Regions from separate parts of the Danio rerio genome. Here region 2 is linked to region 1. Evidence: chromatin contacts called from public HiChIP or PLAC-seq data. All regions are on one chromosome and are shown on one strand. Each heading gives the region's core, a stretch centred on a gene start, on an enhancer-like site or on the middle of the called end of the contact. The rest is flanking DNA. Distances are from core to core; before and after follow the strand shown.

Region 1 (6,361 bases), core at 1,011-3,510:
CGAAAAGCAATGCTTTTACGAGGAACTAGAGCAAGGAGTCAAGTTTGATATTGACTTTCAGGTAACGTTAACTACTCCGACAACGGCTTTTAGTGCATTACTTGTCTGCTTAAATGTAATATGTGGGCCATTAGATGTTGTGCAAGTGAATGTTTATCATTGGGTTGTCCAGGTTTGTTTACCTATTATTATGTGGCTCTTAATAATGTAATGTCAGAGATGTATTCTTTGCAAATTCTAAATAGTTATAATATATATGCAGCCAATGACTATCAAAGTACATTGTTCGCACAGTCAATTAATTAATGCTAATGTTGCATTAATGTGTCAAACTTGCACTAGATTTCAGACTCAAAATTCAAAGTACCAAGGTAAACAATTTAGGGAGTACTGTATGTCACAAGTTGTTCCTGACCGAATGTGTGAATATAAACCCAACCTTACTTCAATGTTAACCATTTTTGGGCAAAAACATATTCTCAGTATTACCACTTATCTTTTCATATAGGTTATTGCCGGAGGAAACTATGATGTGGACTGTTTTGTGACAGATCCAATAAATAACATGCTGTATCAGGAACGAAAAAAGCAGTATGACAGCTTTTCCCACACAACAGTCATGAAGGGAGTGTACAAGGTCTGCTTCAGCAATGAGTTCTCAACCTTCTCTCACAAGACTGTTTACCTGGACTTCAGAAGCGGAGAGGATGACCGGCTATTCCCTGACCAGAACAGAGCCACAGCTCTCACACAGGTGAGAAACTCGAGCAGCATTCACTCACAAGCATATGCGCTGCATAAATGCATTTGATATGAATCTCTGAATAAATCATGCAGATGGAGTCAGCCTGCCTGTCTATCCACGAGATCCTCAAAGTGGTTTCAGACTCTCAGACCTGGTATCGTCTTCGAGAGGCTCAGGATCGTCTCAGAGCAGAGGACCTGCACGAGCGTGTGCACTTTTGGTCCATCGGGGAGACCGTCATCCTGTTTGTAGTCTGCATTGGCCAGGTGCTTATGCTGAAGAGTTTCTTCAATGAGAAGAAAACTGGTGTGTCCACCAGCACATAGACTTAAATCACTAAGCTGCCATGAAGACAATAGCCAGCTGATTCCTCAGTCTGTTCCCCATAAAACAAGCAACCTTGATTTAATGCCTGCATCCAACCAAAATTACCTCTATGTCAAACAAAATGCCTTAGCGATAATGTACTGAAAGATATATACAGAATTGAGTACCCTGTATAGTTTTTCAAATTGGTCTTAATGTGCATTGCTTAATACTGCAGCAATGTTGCACCTTTATTCTGACTTGTTCTTGGTTTGTACTGGTGTTGTTTATTTTGTGAAAACCTCTGTGTTGTCCACTGTGTGTGTGCGTGTGTCAACTTTAAATTCCTAAAGCCTTAATATACACTGTTAAATAGAATACAAAGTAGTTTGTTGTGCTGACTATAATAATATGACTATGGAATTTATATATATATATATATATATATATATATATATATATATATATATATATATATATATATATATATATATATATATATATATATATGAATATGAAAGTGCCTTCTGCATGCAGAATTGCACATTTTCCCCAACTTTGTTACTTTAAAAAGTTTACATGATGTCTGTAAAAAAAATTTTGAGTCATATTTTTGAAACCTCAATCTATGTGCAATTTAAAATATTGTTACATATATTTAAATTTGCATACCTCAACCTATGAAGTTGAAGTGATTTGATATATCATTTAGTATGTTATTAACACCATTAAACTGAGTTGTTCATAGTCCTGCCTTATGTAAACTGAATGAATAAAAGCACAGTTCTATATTGATTGCATGAGTTGTTTTATTATGATATTTGTCTGTCCCATATTTAAGAGTCAAACTCAAACATCAACTTAATGTGCGGTTCAAAATATCGATCCCATTTTGCATACATCAACGTTAGATGCTGAACTGAATTGATATTTATTGATTTATCAAGTCACTAATGCTCTACTTTAATTTGTTTACACCTCTGCCTTGTGTAACCCTAATAATTAAAAGCAAAGTTTTGGATTATGACTCCTCTAAATATCATACAATCACAGTCATATCAAAGACTTACTTTATAGGAAAATGCAGACTTGATGCCAAGTAGAGCATCATTTGCATTTTGAATGAGTCTTTCGCCGCCTGGGGATGTGCGTCTGCATTTTTTATTGACTTATTTTGCAAGAAAACCAGGAAAGATTTCTAAAGGAAAGACCTCAGTGGATTTAATAAAAATTCTCAAGAAAACAGGGAATCCCAGATATTCATAAACAAGACACTCTTAGCAGATCATAGATATGTAAAGTAAATAAATTAAAAATACGCCTTTCTGGACAGAAACTCGTAATAGTGTTCAGATATTTAAGAAATAAATCTAAACATTTAGGAACATCGACTCTCGCTGGCTTCTAGTTTTATGAATACAGCCCGCCTCAGCCCTCCCCAGAAATAATGCATGAATATGGATGGGCTGTTGTGCCTGAGTCTATTCAGTGCATTGGACTACCTCCAACATTGGCATAGAACCACCACCGGCAGGGGAGACCACACCGTCCAGCCCAAAGGATAACGATGGGGAGTAATGACTCAAAAAGGCTTGTGGTCAGCGAGAAGGGTCTGTCTGACATGTCTGCAGTGAGTGACATGTTGCGCTCGTCCTAAACGCTCGTGCGTCTCTACTGACTGGCCAATATGTTGAGCCGCCTGATGAGTGGCAGCGATCGGAGTCTTGACAGGGAATTCAACTGCACGGTGCGACTGCTGGACGACTCGGAATACACTTGCACGGTTCAGGTCGGTATTAACATGTTTTCATCAGCACAGTCGGGTGCTCCCCGTCTCCGACACACGTGTCTTAATGCTCAGGATGCTGATGCTGCGCATTCAAGCGGGAAAATCCGCGAGCATCTCCACGAATCTGGACGCTGCACAAGGGCTGCAATGCGTAATGGCTAATTAACGGCTTACGAATTTTCTTTTGGCTTGCGCGTTGAGTGAATCATAGTTTCTGTGACCCGTCTGCTGCCTTTAGAGAGCGGCGGGTCACCTGTCACGTACAGTGCCGAGAGAGTCACATCAGTGGGATGAGACACTAGTGCAAAGGCTTCCTTCATACATTAAACTGGCTCTCGGGGCGAACTGTCCACGGTGACAGATGCTGGAAGACACTGTAATAGTGCACTGTAATGGTGATTCAGATCTCCTGTTGTTTGGCCAGACACATTGTTGTGCAATTCAAAAGATGTGTTTCTAGACACAGACTGTTTCTGCTCTGCATCTCTGCATTCAGGGGATGTGTTTTTACACCGCTTTTCTAAGGCAGCCCAAAATCATGAATGGGAAACAGATTCATTTGTGAAATTAAATGTGATTAATGAGTTATATTTAGTTGAATGCATTGCTGCTTCTTTATATTAATGTAAATGGGAAGTTTGTGCTTGTTTTAATGAGTCATCTTGATGATATATTGTCAGAAAACCATGAGAGGAGCAGCATATATATTTTTCTTTTCTAGAGGAACTTGAAAGCAATGAAAATGTCTTAGGTGCTATTTCGGTTTTGGGTGTGTTTTTATTAATGAGCTTCCTCTTGGGCCAAAGCATTCACAGATGTTCAGTATAAACAACAGTTGCTGAAATATTGCAGTGTTGTTCCCAGTGGTGTAGCTAGAAATTCTAAGCCCTGTGCATGGGGTTTTTGCTCAAGGCCCCCTTTTTGTTAAAAGTTACATTCTTGACCCACAAATTCACTGTGGACACTGGACACTATGCAATCTGTCCTTTCTCCACCCACCCACACACATTACATAATAATAATAAAAAAAAAAATAAATAAATATATATATATATATATATATATATATATATATATATATATATATATATGCACTCACATTTTACATTAGTGACTATAAGTACATTTACATAGATGCTAATAATAGCCTACAATTTTAATACGATTAAGACAACACTCTGATGAAGAGTCTACCATGTAAACATAAAATTTAGAGTAATTTAATCTGATTGAGCTCTTAATCGAACTCAACAGAAATCAGATTAAGACATGTGGAGTATGGCGATTTCAGTCATGTTCTTAAAGTGCAGTACAGACATTCTAGGTGTGTTGTTGGATAGTGTGCTAAAGGTTAATAGACAAGCTTAATCAAAGTATTATCTTCAGGTATGATTTTTGTGCATGCAATGTTTGTAAATGACAGTGAAAGTGCCAAACTGCAGTTAAAGTTGACAAATCAAAAATGTAACATCCAAAATTAGGCTACATGAAACAAGAAAATGTGGATAGCGTGCTGACGCAATGATGTTAATCAAATTATGTGCTATAACATGTAAAACGGGATCATGAAAGGAACATTCAAAAACTCATGTAAACACCTTAATCATATTATTATCTTATTCAGATTAAGGCAAATCATTTGATTACAGATGTCCATGTAAACGTACTCATTCACTGACAGTTCTCATTAAATTAGACAAAAAAGCTGTTATGTTTATTTATGGAGAATGATTAGTAATGGCAATGTAGAATAAAGCATTTATATAAGCATTATAATGCAAAAAATTTTATTTTATTTTATAGTGAATATATATCTCTATCTAGTGTTAAATCTAGTGTTGCCACACACACATACACAAATAAACAAGAAAGTATAGCTGTAGGGTCCTGTGCTTCAATCCATGTGCTGGTGCAGTTTACAGCAGGCAAGTCCACACTCAGTCCTGGAGGGCCAGTGTCCTGGAGAGTTTAGCTCCAACCCTAATCAAACACACCTGAACAAGCTAATAAGCTGTACTACAAACTTTTAGGCAGGTGTGTTGAAGCAAGTTGGAGCAAAAGTCAGCAGGACATCGGCCCTCTAGGACCGAGTTTGGACACCCCTGGTTTACAGGGATCTCACAGGGAAACATAACCATTTTGAAGATAGTTTCAATTTCAATTTGTATGATGTGAAGTATATGAAAACAAGGGCGGCACGGTGGTTCAGTGGTTAGCACTGTCACCTCACAGCAGGAAGATCGCTGGTTTGAGCCTCGACTGGACCATTTGACATTTCTGTGTGGAGTTTGCATGTTCTCCCCGTGTTCGTGTGGGTTTCCCTTCAGATGCTATGGTTTCCCACACACTCAACAGACATGCAGTATACAGTAGGTGAATTGGATAAACTAGATTGGCCGTAGTGTATGTGTGTGAATGAGTGGGTGGGTGTTTCCCAGTACTGGGTTGCAGCTGGAAGGGCATCCGCTGTGTAAAACCAGCCTGATCTCACGAGAAAACGTAAGTATTTTACGTTTTTAGCAATTTAGTGCCTAATTCGTACGAATTCGTACGAGTTCAGTCGTAAGAAAATGTACGATTTTAAAAAGGAGGCGTGGCACCTAACCCCACCCCTAAACCCAACCGTCATTGGGGGATACGCAAATCGTACTAAAATGTACGAATTAGATTGTACGAATTTGTACGAATTAGCCACTAAATGAAAAAGTTACGAATTGCCATGAGATTGTGTTGGTAAAACATGTGCTGGATAAGTTGGCAGTTCATTCCACTGTGGCGGCCTCTGATGAATAAAGGGACTAAGCCAAAGGAAACTGAGGTATATGAAAATATATGATTTTTTGAAAGCTTGCCCATTACCGTAACCATCCCAGGGATGGTAGATATTACACAATTGTATGAATTTTGGTACTTTTGGCCTTGACATTTAAGCAACCCAGAGAGACTATGTAGGGACAGAGTTGACCATGTATGACTATTCAGCTTAGTTGATGAACACATGAACAAACCATACTGTGAGTTCATGGATCAGTAGCATTCTGTGCTGTAAGTTATTTAGACAGTGGATTTCACCGCATGAATCATTCACTCTTGGAACGCTGCGCTTGCTGCTGGTCCTCACTGATGGCAGCACTTGTGTGAGGTCATGTTTGTCTTGTGTCTGGGAATATCAGACTCACATCGTGACATTCCATTGTCCTTGGAATTCTGTGTGATGCTGTGGTCTCCATGGCAACAGGCCGATTCCATCATCGCTTCCCAGCTGCTCCTGCTCTCGTCAGACAGGATCTGTGCAAACACACATAGTGTAGCATCTACAACACAGGATTCACTCAGACAGACACATCCCTATCCTGTCCTTTCCTCCACTGTCCCACTTGGGGTCGTCCTCTGTAACTGATTGATCAGGACAGTGGAGTTCGCTCAGTGATGAAATGCTTATTAGTGAAATATGGCCTCCCTCTTTTGAGAGACTGCTGACTGTGTTTGGCTCCTGACAGTCACACATCTAGGGACCAGAT
Region 2 (6,361 bases), core at 1,561-4,060, 320 kb before region 1:
CAGCTAGATGCATGGGTTGTATTGCAGACTGTTTCATCACTCAAGCACTTGTTTAGACATTTTACTTGTGCCCATTCTCTATTAGACTTACTAGGGAAAATCACATGCTTACTCTTCCATACCATCCCTGCATAAAGGAAGTGTATTATACCTAATATATAAAATTAACTTTGCCAACTGCAAGTGGGTCATGAGACGTCAACATGGGATTAATCTGCACAAGAATAAAGGCTCATTCACACGACAGCAAGATAACTATATTAGCATAGCATCCACTACAGCAGTCAATATCATCTTGTTTATAAGCATGCACTGTAGTTTAAATGTCTGTTGTTGTGACACCGGTGGTCATTAATTGAACTGCATCCAACAACTTATTGCTTGTGCTTGCTTCTCAGTTCCCCTATGCACTCAATGGTACTATAAATGTTCAGAGGAATGAATGATACATGTGTTGTGTGCTTTTTTCTCAAACATGGCAGTGGTGAGAAATCAGCCGTTCAGAAAGCACATGATCATGGTGATGCTCCTGCGCTGGCTTTATGTCAACAGATTAAGTCATTAAAATTACCCTTTTGATAGTTTCATTATAAAGTATTTGAGACTATAGACTACAGTAGGCATGGGATGATAACCGTTTTCAAGGTATACCGCGGTTCGGAAAGTCAAAGTTTTAAAACCGCCAAAGTTTTCTGTAATATCGTTTCTACGTTATATATAAGATTTTTTATTTACGTTTTTTTTAGGATAACAGTATGTCCAGCAGAAAATATATCCAAAGATGCCGTTTTAAATTGTAAAGAAATGTGTGTTTTTGAAACTAATGAAGACAAGCAGAAGTCAATGATTTATTTGAATTGTTTAGCCTGACATGTTTACTGCTCGAAAATATTTTAAAAGTTTCTCAAGATAATACATATTGTGTTCAAAGGGGAAAAAATGTTTCGTTTTTTTACCCAGACATTTAAAAAGAGCATATATTAGAGCAGTAATCACAGTACTGTGAAACTGTGGTATTATTATGCGAGTTATCATATACAGTCAGAAAGTTATACCGGCCATGACTGTAGTTTAAATAAATTCCTTTTATTTGCATGACACTGACATTACAGTACAGAGTGGTTCTTTTGGGATTTTTTTCTGACCAATGACCATATGTTCATGTTTTATTGAATGGAAGAGAGACTCTCGGGAACGGGTGTAAATGTCACATCCTGTTGATTTTCCTGGTTAAAAACATAGTCCCTAAAACAAAAATCATTCTACAAGTAGACATAGACAGACTAGAAAGCCAGGGAGGGTCTCATTTTTAGAAGTTTCATTACACGCTATTTATACATTGGCAATATTTCTTATTGATCATCCGCTAGTAAAACATAATCTTAAAGTGATTCCAGCAGGACATTAATTATCTGTGCTATCGTAGTTAAAGCTGCAGTGTGGACTTACTTTATGACTTTAAAACTCCCATCTCGCAAAGACCAATATGAGAGAACTACCTATGAGCAATTATTCAATATCAGTAACAAATGAACTGGTGTCTTGTAACTTATGGTAGGCTATACTTAATAGACATACACTTGACAATTAAAAAAATTCAAAGCACAGTGCAAAACAAACAGCAGCAGATGAGCGATAGTATGACCTGTCAAACAAGAAGCCTCTCATCATATTTACCTTCCATGACAATAGCAGGACATTCATAATAGCCAGCAGCGGGCACGGCCCGTTCTCGTTCTGTGTGATGATCGGAGTGTTCTCCTCCTTCCACTTTATCCACTTGATTTGGTAAAACGACTGACCGGTCACCCTGTCTTTGGGACAGGGGATTTTCGTCCCCTCGGCCCCGTATTCACTCTGAATAGCCAAAGCCAGTCCCTTCTCCTCCAGTCCTTCACTGTTGAGGTCTGAACTCGGACAGGAGTTCAGGTTGGAGAAGGACTCGAGTGAATCAAAGCTGCGGGACTCTCCCGCGATGCTGGGCTCACTCCCACTCGGGGGACCCTCGGAAACGGTGTGATCGTTTGAATTAGGGCTCGCAGATTTTGCTTTGTCCGGACACAAATAAGCAGGCTTGGACACCTTCGTCGCTTCTCCGTCTAAACCGTCCGCTTGCACATTATTGATGTCGGGTTTCTCTCCCGTGAGGTTGTTTACTAACTTTGAGGTGCCACCCTCCTTATTCCCAGCAGCGGTCACCGGCGACTCGTATCCCATTCCGTTGCTCAGCTGATCGGCCGCATCGGGCGACAGTGTCTCCGGTAAAACGCTGGTTTTACCGTGTGTGGTTTTGCTCACCGTCTCAGCAGCATCTGATGTCTGTGTGCAGGGTGTAGCATTAGCACCGCTAGCACTTGCACAAGTACTCAAAGTCTCTCTCTTCTCGCAGACATCTTTCATTCCGCCGGCTGTTTTGATATCTGCAGGCTCCGCGGGAATAGCGGTGCACAGGACACTTCCTCCTGCGTCTCGATGAGGGTTTGCATTCTTCTCCATTTCGCTGAACGCATCGACGACAACCTTTAACTAGATGGCAAGCTCCAGTCTCAGCTCCGACGACGCCATGACATCTCCACCTCTGACGTCATCCCTTCATGGACCCTTATTTACCGAGCCCGACTATTCACAACCACCGACTGTATGTCATTTTTACTAGCAACTTAAAGGGGTAGTTCGCCTAAACACCAGAATTATGTCATCGTTTCTTCAATGTGATGTAGTTCCAAACTTGTACGATTTTTGTGTTGTTTTACTTATATTATTAGAATAAACTATTCTGATTAGAATAAACTATTCTGAGAGGACAAATGTGGACTGAGGTTGTCATATATTCATTTCTTTCGGTGATGCACATAAAAGGTATGCAGGATTGTTGAAGAAAATAGTCATTCAAGCCTGTATGCAACCTTTAAAATAATGGTCGCCCTGTAACAACTTTAAAGAATTACTTTCTGTGAGCAAAGGTGTTGCTTTTCTTTTTCAGGCCATTTTTGGTCGTTGATTTGTTTTATTGTTTTCTTTATTTTGTATATTATGTATTATTTATATTCATGACAAAATATTAAAATAAATGTGTAGATTTTTTATCCAGATTACTCTCACAAAAGTATGCACGCGATAGATTAATGTAATCTTTCGTAGATTTGTAATTTCTCCTCACATATGGTGGTCACGTGTGAAAGACAGTACGTTTTCATGGACATTGACGTGACATCACGCAGTGTATTCCATAATAAACCACAATAAACCCGTTTAGTAATGCTTATATTCACCGCACGGTGGCAGCATTGACCTAGTTAGTTGATTTGGGTATTGTTTGTACCCTTGTGTTTGTGTTCTTTGGGTATATTAGATCCCTGACGAGAGGTAAATCTGACAAAACCTTTCATTAGGAACGTTTTAATAGACGTTTTCTATGAAACCATGCCAACACATGTTTAATTTTTGGTTACAATGATTTAACTACAGTGACTATGGAGGTTTTATTTGGAGTAAAATCATTGTGACAACAAACTAACTGTGATTTTGAACTATTGAACTATAATATTTGTAGCATAACGGTGTTAAAACAAGTGGCTATGACACATTTACTATAATAAAACCATGGACAATTTTCGAGATGGTAGTTTATAAAAGTGTAAATGGTTTTTATTCAAAAAATTATTTTTGTCAGGGTTAGAAGTTTGGTTAGTCGAGATTAAAAGTAAAAAAAAAATTACTGTAACAGTTGAAGTGGATGCAAGTTTGCATTTAGCTAAGGTTGAGTGAAATATAAACTACAAACTGTACCTTGATTTTCAGATTTAATATCTGAAAAAAATATCACCTTTATCTATGACAGAATTTATTCATTTATTTATTATGTTGTTCATTCATTCATTCATTCATTCATTCATTCATTCATTCATTCATTCATTCATTTATGCTAGAACTATACAGACACGTACACGCATTTGGCTGGAGAAAACAACTCAGAGAACCACACCCAATTATACTTTCAGTTTTAAACGGCAGTAATTGTCTTCTCTAATACAATTTATGTCATTAAGTTCAACAGAAGTCTCGACATTATATTGTCTTTCTGGCTGTTTTATGAGGCCGTGGGCGGGGTTTCCCCCTCTCTGCCTGCGCATGACGTCAGGCCGTTAGAGACAAGCGCGGAGCCGCAGCAGCCGTCACTCGCGCGCACACACATACACAAACGCTCATCAAGGGCGACTGCGCCTTTAAGACCCTCTAAACTAACAACCAAACCAGCCTCGGTGTCAATGTACGAGCGATGAATTTACTCGATATGGTTTTGTTTAAACTCCTGATATTGTTATACTGCTTAAGCGACTCTAACGGTAAGTGGGTTTTGCTTTAGTTTCTGGAAAAAGTGACGGTTAATCGGATTGTGCTTTAGCTGAAGCTAGTACGGGAGGGGTGAACATAGAGAGTGCGGAAGTGAAAGCAAACAGTAAAAATAAACAACTTATATTGTAAAACACGTGGAATTTGTGGTTTATTCGTGTTAGAGTATTAGCAGTGAACAGCGTGGTGAGGTATTTTCGTACTGACTTTGAGTGGGACGTTTCAGAGGAATGACAATATATGTTTAGCTAACGTTAACTGTCAAAGGCAGCCTGGCTAGCTAACTTAACTGGTGTAGAGAAAGACGGATGAGAAATAAATTCAATTTGTACTTGTTTGCATGTCTAATGTGTTATTTTTGAAGTGCGATGTCGAGTTCGTAGTGTTTGTGAGTTAATGTCTGAAAATACACGAGGACGAAATTAAAACTACACGCCTTTCCTGAAATCACTCACACGCAGGAGTCGGGTGGTGTTTTTACTTGACTAGTTCACAAGTCTTATACAGACGTAATTTTAATGAAAATACAGATTTTCTTATCAAAAATGTCTCAGAAGTTAATACAAAAGTCTAATAACCTTCACTTTCTATCATGTGTTGTTCACTGTTTGAGTTTGGTTTTGGTCTGTGGTCTAGTTATAATAACATTGTTTACCAACAATAGAAGTATGTTGTACGCCTCCCCTTTAGCTACTTGTGTAGCCTTGGCTGTGTGTTGCTGCCGCACACAGACGTTGCAGTTACTTAAAGAAATACTTTTCAACGTAAATTGTTATACGCTTCCAGTAAATTCAGATTTTTGCTGAAACTGTGTGCCCTTGCTGTCAGACAGGAAGTGATGACGTTTCAGTAGTACTTGTATGTCATTCTGTTTGTGTTAAATTCATTTGTCCTATTTAGCTGTCTGGGTGTTCGAAACAAGTCTATATTCCAACGAAGAACAGAACCAAGGCGTTTATTTTTGTGTATTTGTATTGTGTATTTTTTAGTATTTATATTTGAGCAATTCCTCAAAAAGAAAAAAAGTTTTCTCCAAAATAATGAAACCCTTTGTACGTTTTTCATGTAGGCTTGTTGTTTACAGTACTTTAAATTACTCAAAAGTGTCTCTGTCAATGTTTTTAAACAATTATATTTGATTTACCAAAGTCATACAAGTGCCAATTTCACATTCGTCACATCCAAAACGGAGATATGTCACATCCATAACGAAGTTTTACTTCATAAATGCAAAAATGTTAAATAAAATTTCAATAATTTTTGTTCTATAGAGAGGCAAATTTCATTCACAGAATTGCTACTAAGTATTTTTGATACTCTGAACTCGTAAACCTTTTGGTCACATCCATAACGCATGTTTGTTTTCCTCATTTAAAATATTAAAAATGTTTACAGATTGATATTTTTCTAATCCCATAACTTTATGGTAATTGTTTTGGTAAATGTAAACTGATATTTCAGTATAATGTTATCATAAACTTTTAATGTGAATTTATGTTTTAAATTTTTACTGCAAATGTCACATCCATAACTTTGGCATTGCTCATCATTATATAAAAATATTTTCACTTTTAACTAAGAGTTATCTCTAAATAAACTTACGATTATGTTTCACTGATAATCAGGAATTTGTGCTAGATATATTTGTAGTTATTATTAGTAATGCAATTAATAATGCTTATAAGTATCTGTTAATAATGAATATGTGTTTCCTAAAGCGTTACTTACTGTATTTCATATTGACTTCATTCCAGAATTAAATTCTATGCATACTAGGCATGGGCCGGTATAAGATTCTGACGGTATGATAACCTTGAAGAAAATTTTGGCGGTTTTAAAGAGCCCATATTATGGGTTTTTGAAAATTCCCCTCCATGTAGTGTGTAACACAGCTCTAAGTGAAGTGAAGTATCCAGCTAAGGCTTAAATCTGTAAGAATACAGTGTTTAAAACTGTTGATTCATCTATAAAAGAGTCGAATCATAGTGCTTCAAACGAGTCGCCTTGA

What was found. HiChIP or PLAC-seq counts read pairs in DNA pulled down with a chosen protein or histone mark.
Region 2: an H3K4me3 HiChIP or PLAC-seq map of gastrula embryo shows a contact between it and region 1, with 4 times the contacts expected there. The contact joins the promoter of mindy2 here to the promoter of frmd5b in region 1. A contact is called at or near these places in 2 of 4 datasets of contacts at active chromatin or transcription factors (embryo and gastrula embryo).

What each region holds. Positions count from the first base shown.
Region 1 is chr7:30,140,936-30,147,296 of GRCz12tu, reverse strand. frmd5b (FERM domain containing 5b) reads left to right here and starts at 2,260. Exons shown (of 14, transcript XM_693389.10): 1 at 2,260-2,840. The coding sequence starts at 2,739. tmed3 (transmembrane p24 trafficking protein 3) reads left to right here. Exons shown (of 3, transcript NM_001128668.1): 1 at 1-61; 2 at 509-754; 3 at 838-1,160. The coding sequence ends at 1,071.
Region 2 is chr7:30,461,741-30,468,101 of GRCz12tu, reverse strand. It overlaps mindy2 (MINDY lysine 48 deubiquitinase 2), which reads right to left and starts at 2,810. Exons shown (of 9, transcript NM_001004517.1): 1 at 1,678-2,810. The coding sequence starts at 2,496. It overlaps adam10a (ADAM metallopeptidase domain 10a), which reads left to right and starts at 4,184. Exons shown (of 16, transcript NM_001430987.1): 1 at 4,184-4,346. The coding sequence starts at 4,280.